7 separate regions of the Mus musculus genome follow, and all the other regions are linked to region 3. The links are chromatin contacts, called in public promoter capture Hi-C maps. All regions are on one chromosome and are shown on one strand. Each heading gives the region's core, a stretch centred on a gene start, on an enhancer-like site or on the middle of the called end of the contact. The rest is flanking DNA. Distances are from core to core; before and after follow the strand shown. Region 1 holds the start of Ddhd2 (DDHD domain containing 2). Region 2 overlaps Kcnu1 (potassium channel, subfamily U, member 1). Region 3 holds the start of Erlin2 (ER lipid raft associated 2). Region 4 holds the start of Letm2 (leucine zipper-EF-hand containing transmembrane protein 2). Region 5 holds the start of Tacc1 (transforming, acidic coiled-coil containing protein 1). Region 6 holds the start of Bag4 (BCL2-associated athanogene 4). Region 7 holds the start of Plpp5 (phospholipid phosphatase 5).

What was found. Promoter capture Hi-C pulls out the DNA fragments that hold promoters and counts their contacts. Capture Hi-C pulls out chosen DNA fragments and counts their contacts.
Region 1: a contact with region 3 is called in a promoter capture Hi-C map of liver, with 3 times the contacts expected there. The contact joins the promoter of Ddhd2 here to the promoter of Erlin2 in region 3. A contact is called at or near these places in 15 of 39 promoter capture datasets (the 3T3-L1 cell line, 3T3-L1-derived adipocytes, the C10 cell line and 9 more), 1 of 484 Hi-C or Micro-C datasets (CD8 T cells), 5 of 115 datasets of contacts at active chromatin or transcription factors (acute myeloid leukemia, extraembryonic endoderm stem cells, large pre-B cells and 2 more) and 3 of 9 other capture datasets (embryonic stem cells, liver and pancreatic islet).
Region 2: a promoter capture Hi-C map of embryonic stem cells shows a contact between it and region 3, with 4 times the contacts expected there. The contact joins the enhancer-like site here to the promoter of Erlin2 in region 3. A contact is called at or near these places in 4 of 39 promoter capture datasets (the 3T3-L1 cell line, embryonic stem cells and hippocampal neurons) and 2 of 115 datasets of contacts at active chromatin or transcription factors (embryonic stem cells and extraembryonic endoderm stem cells).
Region 4: a contact with region 3 is called in a promoter capture Hi-C map of pre-B cells, with 7 times the contacts expected there. The contact joins the promoter of Letm2 here to the promoter of Erlin2 in region 3. A contact is called at or near these places in 14 of 39 promoter capture datasets (the 3T3-L1 cell line, 3T3-L1-derived adipocytes, the C10 cell line and 8 more), 3 of 115 datasets of contacts at active chromatin or transcription factors (extraembryonic endoderm stem cells, large pre-B cells and pro-B cells) and 1 of 9 other capture datasets (liver).
Region 5: a promoter capture Hi-C map of adipose tissue shows a contact between it and region 3, with 2.8 times the contacts expected there. The contact joins the promoter of Tacc1 here to the promoter of Erlin2 in region 3. A contact is called at or near these places in 4 of 39 promoter capture datasets (the HPC-7 cell line, liver, neutrophils and 1 more) and 2 of 9 other capture datasets (adipose tissue and liver).
Region 6: a contact with region 3 is called in a promoter capture Hi-C map of pre-B cells, with 7 times the contacts expected there. The contact joins the promoter of Bag4 here to the promoter of Erlin2 in region 3. A contact is called at or near these places in 20 of 39 promoter capture datasets (the 3T3-L1 cell line, 3T3-L1-derived adipocytes, the C10 cell line and 12 more), 1 of 15 datasets of contacts at CTCF or cohesin (large pre-B cells), 3 of 484 Hi-C or Micro-C datasets (cortical neurons, pre-B cells and uterus), 8 of 115 datasets of contacts at active chromatin or transcription factors (astrocytes, embryonic forebrain, embryonic hindbrain and 5 more) and 2 of 9 other capture datasets (adipose tissue and liver).
Region 7: a contact with region 3 is called in a promoter capture Hi-C map of pre-B cells, with 5 times the contacts expected there. The contact joins the promoter of Plpp5 here to the promoter of Erlin2 in region 3. A contact is called at or near these places in 14 of 39 promoter capture datasets (the 3T3-L1 cell line, the HPC-7 cell line, HPC-7-derived erythroid cells and 8 more), 2 of 115 datasets of contacts at active chromatin or transcription factors (acute myeloid leukemia and large pre-B cells) and 2 of 9 other capture datasets (embryonic stem cells and liver).

The regions. Positions count from the first base shown.
Region 1 is chr8:25,752,947-25,756,159 of GRCm38.p6, forward strand. Ddhd2 (DDHD domain containing 2) reads right to left here and starts at 1,334. Exons shown (of 18, transcript NM_028102.1): 1 at 1,240-1,334; 2 at 2-227. The coding sequence starts at 221. It overlaps Gm17484 (predicted gene, 17484), which reads left to right and starts at 1,534. Exons shown (of 2, transcript NR_154462.1): 1 at 1,534-1,773.
Region 2 is chr8:25,908,541-25,911,760 of GRCm38.p6, forward strand. Kcnu1 (potassium channel, subfamily U, member 1) reads left to right here. Exons shown (of 27, transcript NM_008432.3): 20 at 2,310-2,406. Among named protein-coding and RNA genes, the nearest start is that of Kcnu1, 61 kb to the left of the region's middle. Within about 2 kb of position 1,836, at least 73 of the 459 cell types and tissues checked have an H3K27ac peak or open chromatin away from gene starts, as enhancers often do. A contact at or near this core is called in embryonic stem cells and hippocampal neurons, where this site is marked.
Region 3 is chr8:27,022,227-27,025,229 of GRCm38.p6, forward strand. It overlaps Erlin2 (ER lipid raft associated 2), which reads left to right and starts at 1,593. Exons shown (of 12, transcript NM_153592.3): 1 at 1,593-1,680; 2 at 2,831-2,952. The coding sequence starts at 2,846.
Region 4 is chr8:25,596,159-25,599,289 of GRCm38.p6, forward strand. Letm2 (leucine zipper-EF-hand containing transmembrane protein 2) reads right to left here and starts at 1,338. Exons shown (of 11, transcript NM_001364069.1): 1 at 1,117-1,338; 2 at 204-287. The coding sequence starts at 250. It overlaps D830025C05Rik (a long non-coding RNA gene), which reads left to right and starts at 325. Exons shown (of 1, transcript XR_003947362.1): 1 at 325-3,049.
Region 5 is chr8:25,200,023-25,203,089 of GRCm38.p6, forward strand. It overlaps Tacc1 (transforming, acidic coiled-coil containing protein 1), which reads right to left and starts at 1,520. Exons shown (of 13, transcript NM_177089.5): 1 at 1,100-1,520; 2 at 69-184. The coding sequence starts at 1,263.
Region 6 is chr8:25,783,578-25,786,497 of GRCm38.p6, forward strand. It overlaps Bag4 (BCL2-associated athanogene 4), which reads right to left and starts at 1,632. Exons shown (of 5, transcript NM_026121.3): 1 at 1,322-1,632. The coding sequence starts at 1,594. Lsm1 (LSM1 homolog, mRNA degradation associated) reads left to right here and starts at 2,014. Exons shown (of 4, transcript NM_026032.1): 1 at 2,014-2,140. The coding sequence starts at 2,095.
Region 7 is chr8:25,718,365-25,721,442 of GRCm38.p6, forward strand. It overlaps Plpp5 (phospholipid phosphatase 5), which reads left to right and starts at 1,684. Exons shown (of 7, transcript NM_028000.1): 1 at 1,684-1,787; 2 at 1,903-2,011; 3 at 2,191-2,281; 4 at 2,810-2,873. The coding sequence starts at 1,726. It overlaps Nsd3 (nuclear receptor binding SET domain protein 3), which reads left to right. Exons shown (of 23, transcript NM_001081269.2): 23 at 1-1,303.

The DNA of each region.
Region 1 (3,213 bases), core at 84-2,583, 1.3 Mb before region 3:
CCAGAGCCATATGCGTCTTCCAGCTGCTGTGAATCCTCAGAGTTGAAAGGAATCCAGAGCTCCTTGGAATCTAGTACCTTACAATAAAACCAATGTGGAGAAACGGGTTCATAGGAACTACTGGCGTCCATGTCTATGAGTTCGAAGGAACTACAAGAGTTCGGGGATGGGGACGGATCTGACTGAGACAGCTGCTCCTGGTGTGATTCCCCCGATGACATTTCGCTCTAGAAGACAAAATAAAAAAAACTATCAGGAGAATTATTTTGCATCTATTAACACTGTAATGTTCATATGCTCAATAACCATTTTTGGAAGCTGTTCTTGAAAACAGCAATATTTAAAAGCTACATAATTTTTATACACACACAATTATTTGGGGAGAGAAACAAAATGTTCAGCTCCATCATTCTATACTGAGCTTCCAATTCTCCTTAGAAAACTAAAAAATGTCTAATCATACAACAAGCTCTTTAGAAAACCCAGAAATGTCAAGAAACACACGGTCAAAACTGATTGCAACAGGGTGTTTTACCACAATTTTCACAATAAAAGTAGCAGCACCAGCGAAGGCTGGAAATTTCCTACCTCCAGGTGTGCACACTACAAACCATTTAGTGTGTCAGACAGTAATAACAGGTAGGTTTAAGGCCCCAGGCTCTATTGTACATTTCTAATTACACACACATTTACATAACTATTGGAATCTTACTATACAGAAAACAGAACTAATCGCTTAAGAACCATTTTGGCTGATCCTCCCAGTGTGCTTCAATACGGGCTCTGGTACATTTAACGCCCAAACAGAAACTTTGCCTGCAGGCTATAGCTGCGCATCGACCCACCGAGACGCAGAGCCAGAGTTTCGGATGAAAAGTGACAAATGACCTCAACTGCCCCCGGGGCGATGGATGTCGGGCGAGTTCCCACCGACCCCAGCACTAAAGCACCCGGCGGACTAGCGCTGCAGACATAGAAGCAGAACCCAAAAGCCCAGGACGGGAGATGGACGAGCGGCATCGCTGCACCGGGCACGGTCGGACCGCACAGCTCAGGAACCAACACTCCCCGGGCCTCCCCGTTATCCTCCCGAGACCTCGGCCTGCTCCCGCCGCCAGCTCGGGGCTCCGAGTTCGGGATCTAGGAGAGCAGCCGAGCCGTCCACGGATGCCCCGGGATACCGTGCACACTGGAGCCTCTCCACCCCCGGCTCGCCCCGGCCCAGGCTCCCGCGCGGACCTGGACTCGCTCGTCCACACCGCCGCTCGCGCTCTCAGCCCTCGCGGAGGGAGCCCGGGCCACATCGCCGCTGCAGCCTACCTCCCAAGCCGGGCGGGGCGGACGGGCGGAGCCTGCGGCCGCGCCCCAATCCCCACACCGCGGGCTCCTCAGCGCTCCAGCGGAGGAGAGCAGTGCGCCCGCGGAGGCTGCGCTCCCGGTGAGAGCCGGAGGCGCAGAAAGATCCTCCGAAGTGTCGCGAGATGTGCGGTGAGGACTGGGGGACTCGCGCGAGACCTGGCTCCTCCTGCGGGCAGACGTCGGGCGCCGGGCACGCGCCGGGCACGCGCTAGGGGCGTGGGGGACACGCACGGGAGGCCTTGCCTGCGCTGAGGCTTTGAAGGAGGAAAATCGGACCTTCTGACCCCTCATGGGTCCCGGCAACCCCGGTGGGCAGGACTGGGGTGACTGAAGGCTCTGTCTGTCTGTCTGTCCTCCATTCCCTCCCTCTATTTGGATTGAGAGGCTGTCAAAGTTATCCCTAAAGCCTAAGAGGTGAGTCTGACAGAATACGGATGCTGTAAGAGGCAGCAAATGAGGTTTTTGTTTGTTGGCTTTTTTGTTTTTTGTTTTTGACCTAGTTGATGTAGGGTGATGGCGGTGGCTATTCACGTAAGCCCAGCGCTCTGGAGACTGGCAGGGCTAGAGATGCGGATTGTCGCTGGAGCGCCTGACTAGCAGGTGCCACGGGAAGGAAAGACAAGAGGCTTTGCTGGTTTCTAACTTGATTATAAGACAAGGCTTCGAGATTTTTTTTTTCCCCCAGAAACTGAGAAGGAACAAAACGTGGACTTTTTTTTTTTTTAAAAAAACCACATAGTCTCTGCAAGTCAACACCTACACACCAATATCTGCACGTTAATGTAACACCATTTTTTGTGTGATTTTTTTTGTTGTTGTTTTGTGATGGCCTTGCTATGAAGCCCCATATTGGTCTCCGACCTTTAAAAATTACTACATTTATATATTTGTCTGTGTGTGTGTGTTAGGGTTTCTGTTCCTGCACAAACATCATGACGAAAAAGCAAGTTGGGGAGGAAAGGGTTTATTCAGCTTACATTTCCACATTGCTGTTCATCACCAAAGGAAGTCAGGACTGGAACCCAAGCAGGTCAGGAAGCAGGAGCTGATGCAGAGGCCATGGTGGGATGTTCTTTACTGGCTTGCCTCACCTGGCTTGCTCAGCCTGCTCTCTTATAGAACCCAAGACTACCCGCCAGGGATGGTCCCACCCACAAGGGGCCTTTCCCCCTTGATCACTAATTGAGAAAATGCCTTACAGCTGGATCTCACTGAGGCATTTCCTCAAGGGAGGCTACTCTCTCTGTGACAACTCCAGCCTATGTCAAGTTGACACACAAAACCAGCCAATGCAGTGTGTGTGTGTGTGTCATGTATGTGCTGCTTCATGTGTAGAATTCAGAGAATAACTTTCAGGTATCAGCTCTCCTTTCACTGTAGGGGTCCTGGGAATCAAACTCATGCCTTGTCCCAAGGGATTGTGCGTGCAGTCACGCTAGGCCACACTGGAAACCCTCCCCCCATTTGGGGGGCAGGAGCAGGGTGTCCTTAACACTGATATTTTAAAACATTTTAGATTTATTTTACTATGTGTGTATATAATGTGTGTGTCTGGTGCCTGTGGAGGTCAGGAGGCAGCAGATCCCCTGGAACTGGAGTTTCAGGTGATGGTAACTCTGGTTCTGGGAGCCAAATCCTTCCCATGCAAGAGCAACAGATGCTCTGTCGGGTCAGCTCTTCAAGCCTTAGACCTTACTTTTTATTCTGCAGTGCCAGAGATCAACTTCAGAGCCTTGGGTGTGCTAGCCTCCTGCGCTACACACGGAGCCCCCAGAATGATGCGGCTTCTTAGGGTGCAGTTTGGAATCTGAAAACATAACGGTTTTTTTCATAACCCATCAAAATATATCATTA
Region 2 (3,220 bases), core at 586-3,085, 1.1 Mb before region 3:
CTCTCACATGCACATAAAATCTAAAGTGAGCGCACAGAAAACCTGATAGTGACTGCCAGCCACGGGGCTATGGCAAAATAAAGGATGTCAGCCAAGTGTGTAACAACAACAAGATAACAACCACAAGCATATTTCTCACTACATATATGCCTCAGTGTGGTAATACAGTTTCTGCTTTGTGATTCTGGGGATGGAAACCCAGAGTCTAGCACATGCTAGACAAATGCTCTACCACTTAGCGTATTCCTGGCCTCCTAGTGTAGTAATCAGGTTCATACTTGGGAAAATAGGGGACATGAGTGAATTAATAATAATAATAATTAATAATGAGGTTTCACATGTTTCTGATATCAAACACGCTTCTTTGCAATGAGTCGTTGGTCTGGTTTGAGGCTTCTGGCTTCTGCTACACTCTCAATACTGGATCCACACCAGGACTTTTCTTCGACATCCCATTGTTGCCCTGTCATGGAGATCCTGTCGCTTTAGTTCTTCACACACTCCAGCAGTTCATCAATAGGGTAGATGTTGGGGTAGGCCAACTCAAAGCCTTGGATCTAGGTCTGGGTGGTAGCTGAGTTGGTCAGCCTGCTAACTCTCCGGCATTCACACTGCTAGGGCTAGCTCTCCCACTTTGCCCTGACAAGAGGTGGGGCAGGCTGTCCTGCCTGCTGCAGGTAGTGAGGGTCAGGGAAAGCAGGAGCTATAGCTCTTGTGCCCGCACCACTGCATAACCTTTGAGGTCTGGGGTCACTCTGAGGCTCTCATGCCCTCCTGTGCTCAAGAGCTTAGGGCTGACTCACCCTTCCCATGCCACCAGCTCCCAGGAAAGGTGAAGGGCCTGCTTTCCCAAGTGCAGCCTCAAGGAGTGGGGCTAGCGCTCCCACACTGCCCAGGTTTCTCAGCACCCTCACATCTCCAGTTCTGCCTCTCTTCACTGTGCACACAGGGATTTGTGTCTCTTTCTCTCCCATCCACCATGTCCTAGTTCATATTAGTGGGGCACGGGCCTCTGGGTGTCTTCCGCTCCACCTGAGCTTTGCTGTATAGTGGCGGGCAGGGCCTTTGCCCCTCATTTTCCTATTCTGTGTGATGAACAAGGAGATGGCCCAAGGCACAAATGCAAGAAAGGGTGTCCTTATTCATCTGTCCTGAATCAGGCTGGGGGTTACTGAACATATCTCACTCTCTGTTCCAGACAGATCCAGGGGACACACACCTGTTTTGTTTGGTTGTTTTTTAATTTTTTTTTTTTTTAATTTTTGTTTTGAGACAAAGGCTCACAATGTAGACCAGGCTGGCCTCGAACTCACAGAAATGCCCCTGCTTCTGCCTCCCGAATGCTGGGATTAAAGGTATGAACCATTGGACAGATATCTTTACGGTTGATATCTAGTTCGTTTTTGTTGATGAATTTTAAAGCAAGGTAGGTTCCTATGAAAAACCCAGAGCTTAAGAACAATAACCCGGCCTTTGGATCCCTTAGAGAGGCAGCAGACACGTGCCACTTCCGGGGCTGTTTGTACGGTCTGGGGGCTCTTCCCTTGGTCCTGATTCCTTGTTCCTCCCGGAAGTGGTGGGGTGGGGAGGCGGTGAGCATTGCCGATCTCCTGGACCCCTTTTCTGATGCTATTCCCACTCTCCTCACCGGTGACGGCATTCAGCCTCCGCCACATTCAACCTTCTCCTTGCTGCTCCTGCATTTCCGCTTGGCTGGGAATGGTGGGGGCGGGGAGAGGGCGAACATGCTCAATCTCTCCACATCAGGGTCCTGTGGCCCTTTTCTGCTATACCGTCCATAGCCTGCTGGGTTCACTCTTCTCCCTGCCTGCTGGGTTCTGTCTCTGCTGCATCCAGTCACAGCTGTGCACGGCCCATGATCCTGGCCACGTGAGAGAGGGTGGGGTGGGGGATGAACGTCCATTTGCCTCTCCAGGTTCGGCGATCATGGCTCCGCTCACGTTCTCCATTCTGGCCACTGAATTCAGCGTTGATTATGGTCCCAGCAGTGCAGTCTCCCACAGGGAGACTCTCTCTACCTCAGACCTTGTGTCTCTCGTTTCTCTGGACCTAATTTGCTGTGTCCCACCAGTCCATATATGGGAGAGTTGGCGTATTTCGAGCAAGAGCATCCTCTAACCTAAGCCTTAAGTGGAAGCTTTGCAATTTATTAGCTATACATCAATATGCTCCCAGCTCCCTTAGGGTTAGAAGGAACCATGTGACTGGAGCAGGTCAATGAGCTATGGCTCCAACCTTAGCGTTATCACCCATGTTTCCTGAACATTCTCTTCACTCTCTCTGCTTAGACCAACGACAAACGACACAGTGGATGATACCGACATGCTGGACAGCAGTGGCATGTTTCACTGGTGCAGAGCAATGCCCTTGGACAAGGTGGTTCTGGTAGGTCACCACACCTCAGAGTCCCAGTGACAGAAGTCCTTTGGAGGGTGAAGAATGACCTGTGCATCATAAGGAGCACTCGGCTCTTTTGTAAACCATTAATTCAGAAGGAAAGATACATCAGCCACACACATCACCGACCACGAGGCATGACACAAAGACTGGGTAGCGGTATGCTGGGGTTAAAATGCATGTCGCTTTACCTATGAGGTCCTTCTTTGAGCGGTTTATCTGAAGTAATGACTTCTGACAATGCTTTCCTGAAACCTAGCAAATCTAAAGGTGCCAGATAAACATATTTACTACAGTGTACATGTTTACAACTTAACACATTCACTTAAAAAAAAAAAAAAGAGGAATCTGTTAAACGCTGCCTCCCCTCACCCCTGACCCTGAGCCTTGTAGATGTTGTAGTTCTGCGCTCAAGCAGATACCCTTCCCATCTACAACTACCTAATAATTATAACTATTTCCTTGATTTTCAAAAGCACTTAAGTACACATACCATTCCCCCTATACCCCATCTCGGTGGTTCAATGCCAGTATCCTGACAGGACATGTCCCAATATTTATAAAACCTGACCCCCCCTATTTGATCAGAATCATTACTCTCTCGGAGCTGTGATAGCAGCAGGAAGACTCCTCCAGCTGCCAAACCAGTATCTCAGCAGTTCCATCCGTGCTCAGTAAACATCCACGGAGCATGCTCAGTAAATATCCACGGAGCATGCTCAGTAAACATCCACGGAGCAGAAGCCAGACGTGTTTTCAACAGAGAGCAGGTTTTTAAGAAAAGCTGAGAGGTTGGATCCAG
Region 3 (3,003 bases), core at 343-2,842:
CCTGCTTGCTGTTTCACCTTAGTGATCACTAAGGACAGAGTGGTGCTTGGGAGGGAAAGAAAGGTGAGAGACTGGAGTTTGGGGATAGGAGAGAGGTGAAGAAAGGGCTCTGGTACCAACATGTAAGAATATGTAAGAGTTGTTTGTAAGGAGAAACAAACACTGAGACTCCAGATGACCTCAAACAGCTGTGGGAGGCTTTATTTATTGTCGGAGAGGTAGATTGTCTAGTTTGGACCACACTCTGACCAGGGCACAGGACCCAGTCACTCAGGAACCAGAGTCCAGGAGAAGGCAGGTCACATGCTTCAAGCCTCAGGTTTTGTAGCTAAGAATCGGGAAGTGGGAGGGGGATCTTTAGGGGCAGAATGGGGAGTTTGCTGGGTCCCTTAGACAAGCTGTTTTGAAACTACTTGGTCTGTTGTCTTCTTCTGCAGCCACTGGGTGTCTGGGATTGGGGGCAGCTGCTTTTCTTCTGCTGTCACCAAACATCTGGCTTCCCGGAACTTTGAATTCAGTTTCAGTGCCTTGGCTTTTGGGAGAAGACAAAGGGGTTCCTTTACTCTTCTTTTCCTGAGTCCTAAAATCGTCGGACATTGACCACTGGCCATCTACTGTACGGAAAAGCCTTTTCATGTACTAAAAGCAGGAGTTAAAGTGGGCACTTCCTGGCCTGCAAACAAAATGACTGCAGTGGCCGGTTTAGAAATTTCCTGCTAAAGAAGCAGATTGGGGATAGAGGACAGCCATAAAGCCCTTAGTTCCAGCCCCAGGACAAAACGGAGAAAAGGCCCAGTATGAATGTCCAAAGGTAACGCTATGGCAGGGTGAGGTCATGTGAGGGCTTTAGGCTAGGAAAAACGTTTTCTTCCTGGTCTGCTATACCCCCCCGGGGGGGGGGGGGTGCAGATGACAGACAAAAGCTCACCATGGCATGTGTTAAGCAAGACAGGAAGCCCGAACTATTAAGGAAATGCTAAGTTTTCAACAACTGCTGTTGACCTCAGCACTCACAGATTTCAGAATCCGTTCATTAAAAATCGGAACAATAATTCCTTGTTAATTACTTTATGTTGCTGTGGGGACCTCAAGGCCAAACAAAGCTCTCAGAAAAGTATAAAGGGCAACTCAGAGTAGGACTGTTGACTGGCGACGTCATAATCTGCACCTTTGAAAGTTTCCTTCGGCTAATGCAGCAGGAAAAGAAGCGAGCAGAAGGACAAGAACGCTGCATCGCATTGATCCCGGCTCCGGAAGAAGAAAAGAAATCCAGCTCGGACTTGAAGCGAAGGAGAATCTCTAGCAACCTCCGAAGCCAGCGCCTCGGAAGGTGATACCAGAGCCTTGGTGTCCGGAGCCCGCTCTGCCAGCCCTGGGCATCCTAAAACCCGCAAGCCTAGGTGCGCAGCCAGTGTGCCAGCTCGCGAGCGTCCCCTGGCGCCACCGCCGAACACTGCGGCTCGCAGCGCGAGGGGGCGGAGCGGCCGGACGAGCACAGGGGTGTGGTGTGGGCGGGGTCTTCTTTTTATTTATTTATTTTTTTTATTTTTTGCGCGCGCGCGGACTGATGGCGTCATCGAAGCGACTGGCCCGGAAGGAAGTAGGGTGCTGAGGGGTGTGGCGGTTTCTACGGTTGCACGGGGGTTCGGCTGTGTACGGAGCGCCTGGAGGGACAGCCTGGTACGCGGCCGCCGCCCCTCCGTGCACGCTCGGCATCGCTGAGGCTCGGGGGGTGGGCGCGGCTGGAGCTGACGTCCTGAGCCCCCTCAGCTCGCCCACCCGGGAGTCCAGTCCCCTGCCCACGGGTCCGAGCGGAAGCTCTCGGCCGTGTCTGCCTCGCGGAGGAGGGCGGGGAAAGGGCAAGAGGTGGCTTTGGGGTGGTAGTGAGGACATTTGCAGAGAGGACACTCCTGCTGCTCGGTAGCTGAAGGCCGCTACGGTAAAAAATAAGTAAATTAGTCAGACCTGAGAGGTGGACTCCGTGCCCTGTGCCCGGTGTGCACGTCCGTCACTGTAGTGTTTTCCAGATCCTTCAGGGTTCAGGAAATGAGTGTCTACATGTAACTCTGTGGCATCTGGGACCCTGGACATTTGGGGACATCCCACCCCACCCCACCCCACCCTCACTTCGGAGTAGTCCAGAGTCTCCAGCCTGAGACATTTCCAGTTTCCTATAACCATGGGGCTTGCGGGGGCAAAGGATATGGGAGAATGTGTTACAGTTTTACATAGAGATCTGTCCCGTTTAAGTCCAAAGGAACAACAGAGAAGGTGGAGGACAGATCAGAGAGAGAATCCTACGTCGGAACTCAGTTGCTTGCTCTTCTCTCTCTCCCTCCCTCCCTCTCTCTCTTCCCCCCCTCAGGGTCCTAAGGGAATGACTGGTGGTTTCCTTCGAAATGGCAGGCAATTAGAAGTAGGAGGCTCTGACCAGAAATACATAGCCACAGCTGCCTGTCATTTGACATCCTCTGTAATTTGGGCCAGCACCCTGCAGCTGCCTCTCTTCCTTACAAGTATAAATGGCTCTGTTGACAACATGTTAACGTGAAGGGGAGAGAAGGCTGTGTTTTGAACCTTGCCCAAATGGCACCAAATCTCTCTTAGGTATAGCTGTTTCTGGAGCTAATGCCCCCTTGCTTCAATGGGAATTATACTTCCACAGTTAAGGAACGGAATGTTGACTGAGAACAAGGACACAGTGAGTTGTAGATCTGGCAAGTAGTGTGTGTGTGTTACAGCAGGCTGCCCCAGAATCACTTTACGTGAGCTTCAGCTTGGTGGCTCTCCTGTACGTCAGGCTACACATTGTCCCATATCTTCTCTCTAGGATACAGGTTCACTGATGGCTCAGTTGGGAGCTGTTGTGGCCGTGGCTTCCAGTTTCTTTTGTGCATCTCTCTTCTCAGCTGTGCACAAGATAGAAGAGGGACATATTGGAGTATATTACAGGTAAGGCAGAGACAGATGGCTCCCTCACCGCTTATAAGGTGCACGCGTGTC
Region 4 (3,131 bases), core at 88-2,587, 1.4 Mb before region 3:
ACTTCCTTTATTTATTTATGTATATTTTTGAGACGGTCTTGATATGTAGCCCAGGCTGGCCTTGAACTCAGAGACCAGCCTGCCTCTGTCTCCTGAGTGCTGGGACTAAACGCATTTGTCACCACGTCTTTTACAACACATGTTTTTCATATAGATGCATGAGTTTATATACATTTTTTTTTGTGGGAAACTCCAAGCCTTACCTTGTCCAGAAAATAGCTAAGAATGAATTATAACTGTAGAAGGCCATGTTTATTTTTTTTGTTTCAACTAACCAACACAGAGACCTAGGCAAAAGAAGCAAACAATTTAGTATTTTAAAAAGGAATCAATTAAACATGAGAATTTAGGTGGTTTTTTTTTTTTTTTAAGAAAAACTAAGGCAAAGAGAGAGATTTGCATATTCAAGGTGTAAAATTTCCTTCAAGTTCATTTACAAAAGCCTCAGTATTTTCTTAGCTCTGGATTTGAAAATGGTACTTTTTCGATCCAAACACACAGAAATGGGTTCTAAGAAGATGATCCTGAAGACGATGTGGCCTCCAAAGGCTTTTTTTTTTTTAATTTTTTAAATTTCTGGTCAATAGTGTCTAATAATCTGCTGCGACGGTTAAAAGGAGAAAGACATCTTTATCTGTAACCAGAAAATACAAGTAGAAAGTAAGCACCCTGGATTCATTTACCACCAACCCAAAAGTCTAAAAGTTCTCACTAATTTCATGTGGGAACAGCGAAGACATAATGGTATCTACTAAAGGCTCAAGCGCAGATGCAGAATCTCCAGAGTCCGAACTAAGCTCTGTACCTTTAACTAAAACCGTTCTCCACCCCGAGCCGCTTCTCAGCTACTGGCATAACACTGCGATCTCGCAATCGTGCCGGAAGGAGGTTCCCCAGGCCCTCAACCCCACCCTATGGAAACCTCAGCTAAAAAGTAAACATCGCGAACCGGGCACAGCACCTCGGAAACCAGCCCCACCGCGGACAGCGCTCCTCCGGAGGGAGGCCGGGCCTGTTGCGGAGGCTCCCCAGCCCTTGGCCCCGGGGCTACGGGCCACTCCCAGGCAGTCTGCCCGGCGTTTCGGGGGAACCCCACGCCCAGCGCTGCGGGGTTACCTCTGCACCCCGCGCTCGCCGCACCGGTGCAAAAGGCGCCCTCGGCTCTCGGCCGGTAGTCTCCGCGGAAAGTGGGGAGGACTGCGGTGGGTCTGGGGATTGTTGGAGTGGGGTCAGGTACACCGTAGGGGAGAATGTCCAAAGTTTAGGGGAGAGATCGGGGTTGACGGGAGACGCCGAGGGAGCCCTTGTCCGCTGCGAGGTGACTAAGGCCCCAACCCTACCTTCCCAATTCCTCCCCGCCCCCACGCTAAAGGGGCCGGAAGCCCAGTCTCCATGGTTCCACCTCCTGCGCCTCGCCCTGTGACGTCACTCCGAGTGACGCCACTACCATCCAATGAGCTCTCAAATCCTGGGACTGGCTCGCGTCCTTCACGGCAGCCGCGCGGAAGGCAACAAGGTCCCCCGCACGAGCCCGCGAAGTCACTTCTGGGTCGGAGTTAGTTGAGGCAGCGTCTGTACTACAGGACCAAAGCTGCGTCCCCCCCCCCCCCCTGCCTGCCCACATTCTGTAGTCTAGCCAACTCCTCGAGAACTCCTTGAATGGAGGCCCTACCAGAGTAAGGTCTGATAGTAGCCTTTGTAACCCAAATTGGAGTCACTGATGACATCACTTTGATGATTCCGTTCCTCACCCTTTAGTCTCCGAAACTGCCTAGAGGTCTTGGGTTGGCGAAGGAGGTTGTGAGGTCCTGGTGGCAGAGGGGCAGCACTGAGAAAAAAAAAAAAAAAAAAAAAAAAAACCTTTCTTCTGCGGGGTCGAAGGCTGGAATGCTTCTGAAATCTTCATACGGAATTTGATTTTTCTCTTTAAAAAATGGTTTCATGTTGTCGCTTATCATTAGTTGTGTAGAAATCTCAACATTCAAAAATATATTCTAGAGTACTTGTTAAATAAGATAGGCATTGTGGGTTTGAGGACGTTTACGTTCCTAGGGCGGGCAACTAGCCATCTTGGGAAAGTTAAAGTTCTGAAAGCATTCTTGTTCCTATTTATCTGTTTTTTTTTTTTTCAATTTCTTTTTATTTTGCGGGGTTCTTATGTAACACGGGCTGGGCTGGAACTCAATAGGTAGTAGCAGAAAGTGGTCTTGAACCCTTGAACCACCTGCCTGCCTCCCCAGTGCTTAGTTACAAGTGTGTACCACTGCAGCCATCTTTGACTCTATATTTTAGTTTGCTTGCTTATTTATTTATTTAGAGACAGGGTTTCACGATGTAGGCCTGGCTGGCCCAGAACTCGTTATGTAGACCAGGCTTGCCTTGAACTCACAGAGATTCATTTGCCTGGTCCTCTAAATTGCTCAGATTTAAATGTGTGCACCACCATGCCTGGCTCGAGCTTTCTTCAACTTTTCTGAGAACTCTGATGATAAAATTATGAGCTGTACAAAATAGAATAAGTTTTGAGGGCTGGGCATGGTAGTGCATGCCTTTTATGCCAGTACTTAATAGACAAGACTGGCAGATCTGTGTGAGCTCAAGGTCACTCTGGTCTACAAAGTGAGTTCCAAGACAGCCAGGGCTACACAGTGGGATCCTGTTTCAAAAGAACTAAAAAAGAAAAGAAAAAAAGAAATGGAGGCCGTTTTTAATCCTAAAAAAAAAAAAAAAAAAAAAAGTATATTTCAACTAACCGAATGGACTACTTAAAATAAGCAAAACTTTTCAGTTTGGCCACTAGGGGTCCCTTTGTGCATGTCAGGCAATTTTCCACTAGGGGTTCTGTTTCACAGTCTGATCATAAAGAATTGAAATTTACAAAACTTAACTCCTCCTTCCCCGCCTTGAGACAGGGTCTCACCATGTAGCCCTGGCTGGCCTGGAACTCACTGTGTAGACCAGGCTAGTCTCGAACTCACTGAGATCCTCCTGGCTCCTGATTAAAGAGCTTATTATGTCCCATAATAAAGAGATTATGTCCCATGCTAAAGCTTCCCTCTCCTTGTTTTCTCGCTCTGATAATTCCAAGCTCTACAGTAATTATTTTAATATTTGTCAAATGCAAAAACATT
Region 5 (3,067 bases), core at 270-2,769, 1.8 Mb before region 3:
TAAATTTTTCTTTTTCTTTTTCTTTTTTAAGTTAAAACCAAAAAGGTAGAAAACTCAAGTTTTGTTACCTTGGGGTTTGGCCTCGGGTTCTGCCAATCCCGGTGATGAATCACAAGACTCCTTGAGAGGCGATCTGATTGGAGTTTCAGCTTCAGGAGTCTCAAAATTACCTTCAGAATCCGAGCTGCCGAGGGGGAAAAACGAGGCATTACCACAGTCAACGGTATTTCCAACTGCCTTTAAAACGTACTCAGCCACCAAAGTGCAAGTACAGCGCCTCTAACTTTACAACCAACCAATCCTCAACCCAGCCTGAGAACGGCTGCAGCATTTTCAGCGATGCCCAGCATCCTAGCTCCCCGAAATCTCTTTCGTCCTCTGAAGCTTCTCACCAGGACCTTTTTTTTTTTTTTTTTTTTTTTTTTTTTTTTTTTTTTGTCATCGCTGCCTTTCACACGCACAGACACACACACAAAAAGACTTCCCAATCAACCCTTTCCAGGGGCGTAAAAATTAATATCGCCCCACCCCCCAAACTAAGCCAATTCTAGCTATACTGTTCTTCTCCGTAGGCCTCTACCTGTCTGGAAGTCACTGGAAGCTGAAAATGCCGTCACCTGCCTTCCACAATCACACGTGTGACAGCTCAGCAGAGACCACCATTTCTCACCAGCTGCCAGGGACCTGTCATCACGCGATCCTCTTTTACCAAGGCTGCATTTTAGGACACTGCGGGGCCAAGAAGGGCGGTGGAGCGACTTCTTGCCCACAAGGGGAAAACGCTACAAATCGCACCTGGCCTTATCAACTGCCACTACCCGGTGCCGCTGCGTCGGAGCCGGGGTGTCGACGCTTCGAGAAAGCGACCCAGGCAAACCGGGATGCGCAGACTGCGGATTCGGGGCTGGGTTCAGAAAGCTTACAGCGAAGACAGAGGACGAAAAGCACACGGGCAGACAGAACATCCCGAACTTTCGGGTACACAGCGGGGACCCGGCTGCGGGCAGCAGAGCCGGGAACACGGTTGCGCGCACACAGCATTGACCGCGGTGGGAGGATGGCGCCCGCCTGCATCTCGGCTGGGATGCGGTGTACTTGCCTGAAACTCAGGGATTTGGTCTCGGCTTGCGAGTCCTCTTCCTCCTCGGGGTCGCCCTCGGGACCTCCGGCTTCGTCCTCTCCGGCGCCCGAACCGCGCACCGCGGACCACGTCCACTTGGCCCACTGCACGGGCGACAGGATCTGCCAGGGACTGAACGCCATGAGCGCGGCTGCCGCCCCTGCGGTGGGGGAACGGCGGCCTCTTCCTTCAAAATGGAGGGGCCTTGACAGGCGCCGGCAACGTCGCCGGCGACCCGCGGATGTGGCTCAACGAGCGCCGTCGGGCCGGGCGCAGCGCTTCCTCCCACGGCCCCGCAGCGCCGCTCGCCCCCGCTCCTCCGGGCCGCCGCGCCGAAGCTCGCCCCCGCGCGTGCCCGCTCGCCCGCCCGCTTCTTCCCCCGCCAGCCCTGCTCCGCGTCGCTGGGCTCTGGGGTCCGCTCCCGCCTGGAGCAGCCTCGGCCGCCGCGGAGCCGCGCCCCTGGAGCCGCCCCCTCGGACCGAACTACTGGCGCGGCGCGCGGGGGCGGCCGCTTGGAAGCGCGCTCCCCCCGCCGCGCTGGTCGCGCCCGGCCTTGGGCAGGGGCTGCTCGACCGCGCTCGCCCTCCCCGCGGGATCCGCGCCTGCCGCGCGCCGCGCGCCGCCGCCGTCCATTTCCGAGCGTGTGCGCGCCGCGGCGCTGTTCCTCTTCCCCTTTTATCTGTGTTTCCTGCCGCTAGGACTTAATGGCGTGGCTGAAGCTGCGCTGTACAGAAGTTAAGCCCCTTATTTAAAAACAAAACAACTCAGAACCTCTGTAGAGTGTTGTACCCGATCCTTGACACTGGTCAGCGCCATCCTTGTTACGCCCAGGATTTGGAAGGCTCCCAGGTTACAGAAGAATTGAAGTTGTCTTGCCCTCACCAAGCCACACTCATGAGGGCTCCGGAGTGCCCTGACCTGGGATAGATGCAAAATTGCCCCCTGATAAGACGGCCTGAGCCGTTTCCTGTTGTTCTTTCTTTTCATAACTTTAGGCTTTTTTCAGATAATTCCTGGGTCCTTGGTTTCTGATGTCCTTTGCTTCTTCAGTACAGAGCCATCAAGATCTGGTGACAGTCTTCAGAATAAGGCTTTTACCTCTGAAGGTGAAGAGAAGAATTTTCCCCCCTTTATCTTTGAAGGATTCCACTAAGAGACTGCCCCAGGTCCTCTCTCCCAGTGAATTCATTTCCTCCAAAGCCAAGTTTGAGACCATTAGCTCATCAGTGTGTTTTCCATAATACTGACATTTCTCAGTCTCAGAGAATCTGTGAGGTGGCTACAATTCCCACAGAGAGTGTGCCTCCAAAATTCAGAACAAAGTCAGGCGAAGATTTTCAGGATGCTCATGAGCTTACCCTGAAAGAAGCTGGCACCACGTCGTGTACTGCAGATGAATCACAAATGTCTTATACACTTCATAACAAAGACAAGCAAACATGTAAGATAAGGCTTGGCAGGTATCCTACCATAATAAAAAAAAAAAAAAGGCAGGAGTATACTTTAGAGCCCATTACTGCTTCTTGCCTGAGATAAACACGACTGTCAAAAGTGTTGAAAGACTTTTTTTTTAAAAATGTGAGCGGAAGTCATTTTGTTTTAGGTCTACAAGAACTATGCCAAGACTATCCAACTGTCGTTGTCTTGGGTTTATGATCAAGCAAATCTTCAGATTAGAAACCCCTGTAGCTTGAAAATAGTACCCATGTAAGTCCTTACCTGGGCTTGATCATTCCTCCTCCTCGAGACTGCTACCCTCTTTTTCCCTCCTCCCGATCCTCGTGTGCCTTGCATAGCTCCTGCACTCCAGAACTTCTCGGAATTACAGTTTGTCCCTCAGGGCTTTCTCTGCCTGGTTAATCCTGCTTCCCAAACCATCAGCAGCAGAGACCCAGATATAACCTTGATATGCCCAAGAACACCTAAGAGATGGTACAAACACAAGTC
Region 6 (2,920 bases), core at 382-2,881, 1.2 Mb before region 3:
ATCACTAATGATGTTAAAAAGATGTATTAAATAGTATATGGACATGTTTTCCTTTGTTGTGGTGGTGGTGGTTGTTGTTCATTTTTTGAGACAGGGTCTCACCACGTTGTCCAGGCTGTCCTGGAACTCATTATGTCCATGTGAACCAGGCTGGCTAGTCTGCCTCAGCCTCCTGGGTACTGAGATTAAACACACCAGCCCTTGTTTTTTGTTTGTTTTGTTTTGTTTTTTTGTTTTTTGTTTTTTTTTCAAGACAGGGTTTCTCTGTGTAGCCCTGGCTGTCCAGGAACTCACTTTGTAGACCAGGCTGGCCTCAAACTCAGAAATCCGGCTGCCTCCCAAGTGTTGGGATCAAAGGCATGCGCCGCCACCACCAGCAGACTTTTTTTTTGTCGTTTTTTGTTTTTTCAGCCCTTGTTTTCTATTTCTTGAGTATACTTACAAGTAGACCTGCTAGATCATAAATTAACTCTCTGTCAGAAGTTTTAGGAACGACCCAGCTATTTTCCAAAGCACTGTACTATTTTACAATCCCGTCGTGGATATGTGAGAATTTTATAATTAATTTTCTGCAAGTAAGAATGTTACAAAGGCCAAAAGATGTGTGCCACCATCCTAGAATGATAGCCCCATACGAAGATAAAATAGAAACACACTTTTGGCATGTATGCAAGCAACAAAATGTTACAGGTCCAAACATACTAAGCAAGTCGGTCTCTCAGAGCCTTCTCCATTCAAAAATTGGGAAGCATTAATAACATCTGTCTTGCAGTCTTGCGATGATTAAATAGAACATTAAGGTACTTTGCAACATTGATCCCTCCTGATTCAATTCCAGGCAAAGCTTTAGTGATAAGGAACTAAGTGATCAGCCCGCCCCGTTTCGATCCCTTCCCCGTGGGAGGGGCTGCTGAGTAAGGGCTGGGGCTGCAGCTCCCCGAGCCACGCAGGATAAATTGTTACAGCCCAATCACGCTAACCTACGCTCTCGGGAAAGAGATCCTGCAGCCTGCTACTAAGCTTAGGAAGTCAGCGCAGAATATTTTTTCGTTTTTTTTTTTCGTGGTTAACAAGAACACTTATGATGGCTGAAGTTAAAAAAAAAAGCAAAAACAAACAAACAAACAAACAAAACGAAGGGACAAATGGAACCCAAGCCTAGCTCCCCTCGCATCTCTGGTCCTCGTCTCTGCACCGTCCCCAAAAGAAGAACAAATCAGAGACCCGAGTCCTAACAGACCCTAAGTATAAAACCCCCAAATGTCCTCACCTCTGCCCAAGACTTCCCGACTGGAGCCCCGGAAAAGACTTCGAAGCTTACCTGGTGGCCTCCCCCGGCTCTGCTCGCTTCTGCCCAGGCGCCTCCCGAGGGGTAGTAGCCATCGCCACCTGCGCCTTCGCCCGGCCAGGTGGTCTCGGCCGGGGCGCCCCCGCGCCCTCGCCAGGAAACCGGAGGCTGGGGAGGCTCCGGACGAAGAGGGGGGTATAAGGGCGGAGGTACGTGCACCGGGACATCGCCTCCCCCGGGCCCGTAGTAGCGGCCGTAAGAAGGGCCGTCACTGGGGCCGTAGCCCGAGCGCCTCAGGGCCGACATGGGCTCCGCTGCCGCGAAGCGCTTCCCGCCCCCCACGACCGTCCCATTGCGCAGGCGCCTGCGGGAGGCCGCTATTGGCGAGCGGCGGAGGGGGATAGGACGGCTACAGCCAATCCCGAGCCGGTCCCGCCCCTTGCACGCCGAGCGCGGAACGGTCATGGACGGTACGGGTCAATCCGGGCCTCGGGTCGGGAAAGCGAGGCGAGGGGCAGCGCTCGTCACGCGTGAGGAAACGCCTATCCTCCGCCCTTCCGACCTGGACTTCACTGCACTGACTGGAGGGGAAGAGAACGTGGTCGGCCACCGACTGGCAACACGCCCGGCACGCCTCTTTCGGCGGACGGGCAGGCGATACCGGAAGTGGGTGGGGTCACCTGAAACGCTTCCGGCGACTAGCGGTGTCTGAGCTGCAGGTGAGCGGCCGGTTCCCGTCCGCGTCCCGCCGACGGGCGACTGGACGCCCTCGCGGCCGTCCGGTGCAGCCTTGCGAGAGCTCAAACATGAACTATATGCCCGGCACCGCCAGCCTCATCGAGGACATCGACAGTGAGTACCTAACCTCTCCCTCGGGGGAAGCCTGGTGTGGGACCCCTTTTCGAGTGGGCGTCCCTCGACAAGGGCCCAGAGAGTGATCTCTGGGCCCGGGCGGGGTGGTTCTGCCTTCACAGCCTCGGACGGAGCCTTTTCCCAAGCTGCCTTCTCTGTCCTTGAGCGGGTAACACCTCCCCGCCCCCCGCCCCCCAAGCTGTGAAACGCCTTCCGAGGGGCGCAGCATCCGACTTGGGAACGTGAAGGGCAGAGCACGCGAAGGAAGTCGCCTGAGCCACTTCGCGTTCCCAAGTCGGATGCTGCGCCCCTCGTAAGGCGTTTGACAGTGAATGGATGGAGATTGCTTCTAGAAAGGACTCACCAGACCCGACAACAGCAGTTGAATTTAATTAGCAGAGAACGTAGGCTTTCTGTTGTATAGCCACTAGCACTCTCCTTTTTCTGTAAGGGTCATTAGCACTTTCAGATTAAAGTTGTAGAGACAGGTGCCGGACGTAATAACGGGATTTTCTGCGAATGCTAAGTCACTTCAAACTTACTCTTTTCTGTTTGACAGTTTTGCTTTTACTAAAAGGAGGTTAGTCCTGTAAAAATAAAGAGGTTACAATTTCGGTTTTAAAAGGTTTAATTTATTGTGTATTTATGTCTCGTCTACATGTAATTAAACCACGGGCATATTGGTATCCACGAAGCCAGATGACTTTCTCTTCTTGGGATCCTCTGGAATTGGAGTTATGGACCGAGTTACAGAGTCACAGTGTGGGTGCTGAGAAAGGA
Region 7 (3,078 bases), core at 434-2,933, 1.3 Mb before region 3:
TTTCTGTTTAACATATGCTTGTGTGGGGGGAAGAGGGCGCACTTATGTTATACTCCTAAAATGCTATGTATAACCTTTGTTTCAAAAACCCATTTCCACTGGGCATGGTTGCACACGCCTTTAATCCTAGCACTCCAGAAGCAGAGGCAGGAGGATCTCCGAGAGTTCAAGGCCTACCTAACGCTTCCCAGCCAGCCAGGACTATGTAGAGAGACCCTGTCTCAAAAAGGGGGGGAAAATCAATTGTTTGGCTTTTGTCAATCCATTGCAAAAGTGGCAGATGTGAGCGCTTGTATTTGTGTATGGGGGAGGGGGGAGAAAAGTATTGTTTGTCCTTCAGTAGGCTCTGAAAGTCATTGACTTGTAAGTTCAAGGGAAAATAGAAGTTGCCAAAGTCAGTATTCGGTCCTTGGTTTTCTTGTGACTTCACTGCGTCCGTTAAGGGACGAGAAGCCTTCCTTACCTGCTGACTGAGCCTTGCTCTGTGCAGATGGCTTTCAAGTATCTGCCATTTTGCCTCAACAGGGAATTCTTGTCAGTTAAAGGGAATGAGGGAATTACACTTTTGTTATCAATTAACATCTCATTTTTTGTACCCTATGGTAAGTAACTGTATTGCCGCTAATAACCAAGTTGCTAACTGATTACAGCTGGCTAAAAAGTTCTTTTTATATACAAAGATTTGTGTATTTTCAACTGCTATGGCAAATTCATTTGTGTCCATTTAAATATTACACAATAAACACATATCTGCAGATCCCACCCTCACCTTGTGTTCTTTGAATAAAGTTCTTGATAGATTGTTTACATCTGTATTTACCTGTAATGAACGCTGTAGACCTGTGAAATATCAAAGTGTCAACATCCATTAGTCAGTCTCTTTAGTTTCTGTGACTTGGCGCTCCTAACACTAAGGGGTTAGTGTTAATGTTCCCCAGGGGTATTCTACTAGGGCATTACTGTTTAATGACTTCAAAATATAGTTTAAGGATTTTGTTTATTGACCAATGTCTTATTGCAAAGTATGAGCCTACCATCTTAGTTAACCTGTACATATCTGTTAACTAGTGTAGTGTATGTGAGATTGCCTGTAACATTTGAGCTTCTTACTGATGTGTGCTGGTGGGACAGGTTTTGTACATTGTATTTACTGGAATCCTGCCTTTTTAACTTACAGATACTTTAGAATTCAAATATGTTTTCTGCTTCTGTAAGAATGTGGGAAAGCTTTTAATGGCATTCCATTGATTTCAGGTCTTGCTTGAGGTTGACTTTAATAAATTGTCCTGTATGGTCTACTTAAGAATATGGGCTGGTTCTTTACCTGTAATTTCATGGTACAGTTTACTGGGAAATGAGACACAAAAATACAACCACTCACCCTCAGCCCAGTTTTTTCCCTTCGAAATGCTCCAAAGACATAGTTTCTTTAAAGTGGGCTTTCTGGTTTGCTTTTGTAGAGGAAGCATCTCTGGAGAATGACGTTCCTTTTCTTGTCCTATAAGCTGATCTGGGTGGTTGGTGAAGGACACATTGCTTTGAGACCCAAAGGTGATCTGTTAGGTGGTACTCATAACACAGCAAATGAGCTCTGAATTTCCTGTAGCCCGGAGGCCCCGCTGGTAGTCAGTCCCCGCGGAGTTCGCTAGGTGGCGCTGGACACCGGGCGGGCGGAACCACGGCGCGCCGGGGCCACGTCAGCGTCTGATCCGCACGTATGGCGGGATGGGGACGGCGGCCCTGGGAGCCGAGCTGGGCGTGCGGGTCCTGCTCTTTGTGGCTTTCCTGTAAGGATCTGTCAACGCTCCCAGGCGTCCCTGGGCGCTCGCACTTCCTAAGCGGCTCGGGGCGGCAGGTTCTTCCGCCGAGGTAGCCTGTCAATCTTCCCCGTTTCCTCCCCAGGGTGACCGAGCTGCTCCCTCCCTTCCAGCGGCGGATCCAGCCCGAGGAGCTGTGGCTCTACAGGAACCCGTACGTGGAGGCGGAATACTTCCCCACCGGCCGCATGTTTGTGCGTGAGCTGCCCTCCCGCCCTCCTCCGCTGGCAGGGACTCCTCCCCTGCCTTGAGTTCCAGGGCTAGGGCGAGGCGTCTGGTGGGCAATCTGAGCCCCGATCTTGGTTAGTGCGCGGCAGCTGGTGCTTTAGGCCAGGAGGGACTTGGTTTTACCGACCCTGTGTTTTACCTTCAGGTCATTGCCTTTCTCACTCCACTGTCCCTGATCTTCCTCGCCAAGTTTCTAAGGAAAGCTGACGCTACCGACAGCAAGCAAGCCTGCCTCGGTAAGTCGCCCTTGTTCCAGTTGTTCCTGTCTTAGTGTTGGCAAGTAGCTATGGGGTTCAGCTACTCTGTACCCCTAAAGTATGTCTTTTTACCCCATGAGACCAAAAAGCAGTACTGATGAGAATGTGCTTAATAACACAGGCGCCACACAGGTGTTCCTTTTTGTTTGTTTGTTTTTTCGAGACAGGGTTTCTCTGTGTAGCCCTGTCTGTCCTGGAACTCACTTTGTAGACCAGGCTGGCCTTGAACTCAGAAATCCACCTGCCTCTGCCTCCCAAGTGCTGGGATTAAAGGCGTGTGCCACCACGCCCGGCCAGGTGTTCCTTATTAACACAGACACCACACAGGTGTTCCCTATTAACACAGGTGCCACATAGGTGTTCCTCAGTGCTCCACTTCTCTGCCCCTAGGCCGTTTGGGTTTTTATTCTGGTTGGGTTCTATCTCAAAGCAATGAAGGCTCTACTCATGAGGTGGTGGCTTACTCTTCTCCAAGCAGATGGCACTAACGGCTTCTTTGCTTTCCAGCTGCCAGCCTTGCCCTAGCTCTGAATGGTGTCTTTACCAACATAATCAAACTGATAGTGGGCAGGTAAGTGAGAAGCCTTGGCACTCAAACCTCCCTGAGCGCCCCCCACACACACACCACCACATTCTCAAGCAGTGTTTACCCGGATTCTCAGACTAGTCTCTCCTTTCTCACCAGAACTCCCTCTCCCTGCCCTCTGCCTGTTCCAAGTGTACCACCTGGTCTGCGTCCTGTCCTGAGTATTTCCCACAGCGACCACCTTTATGTA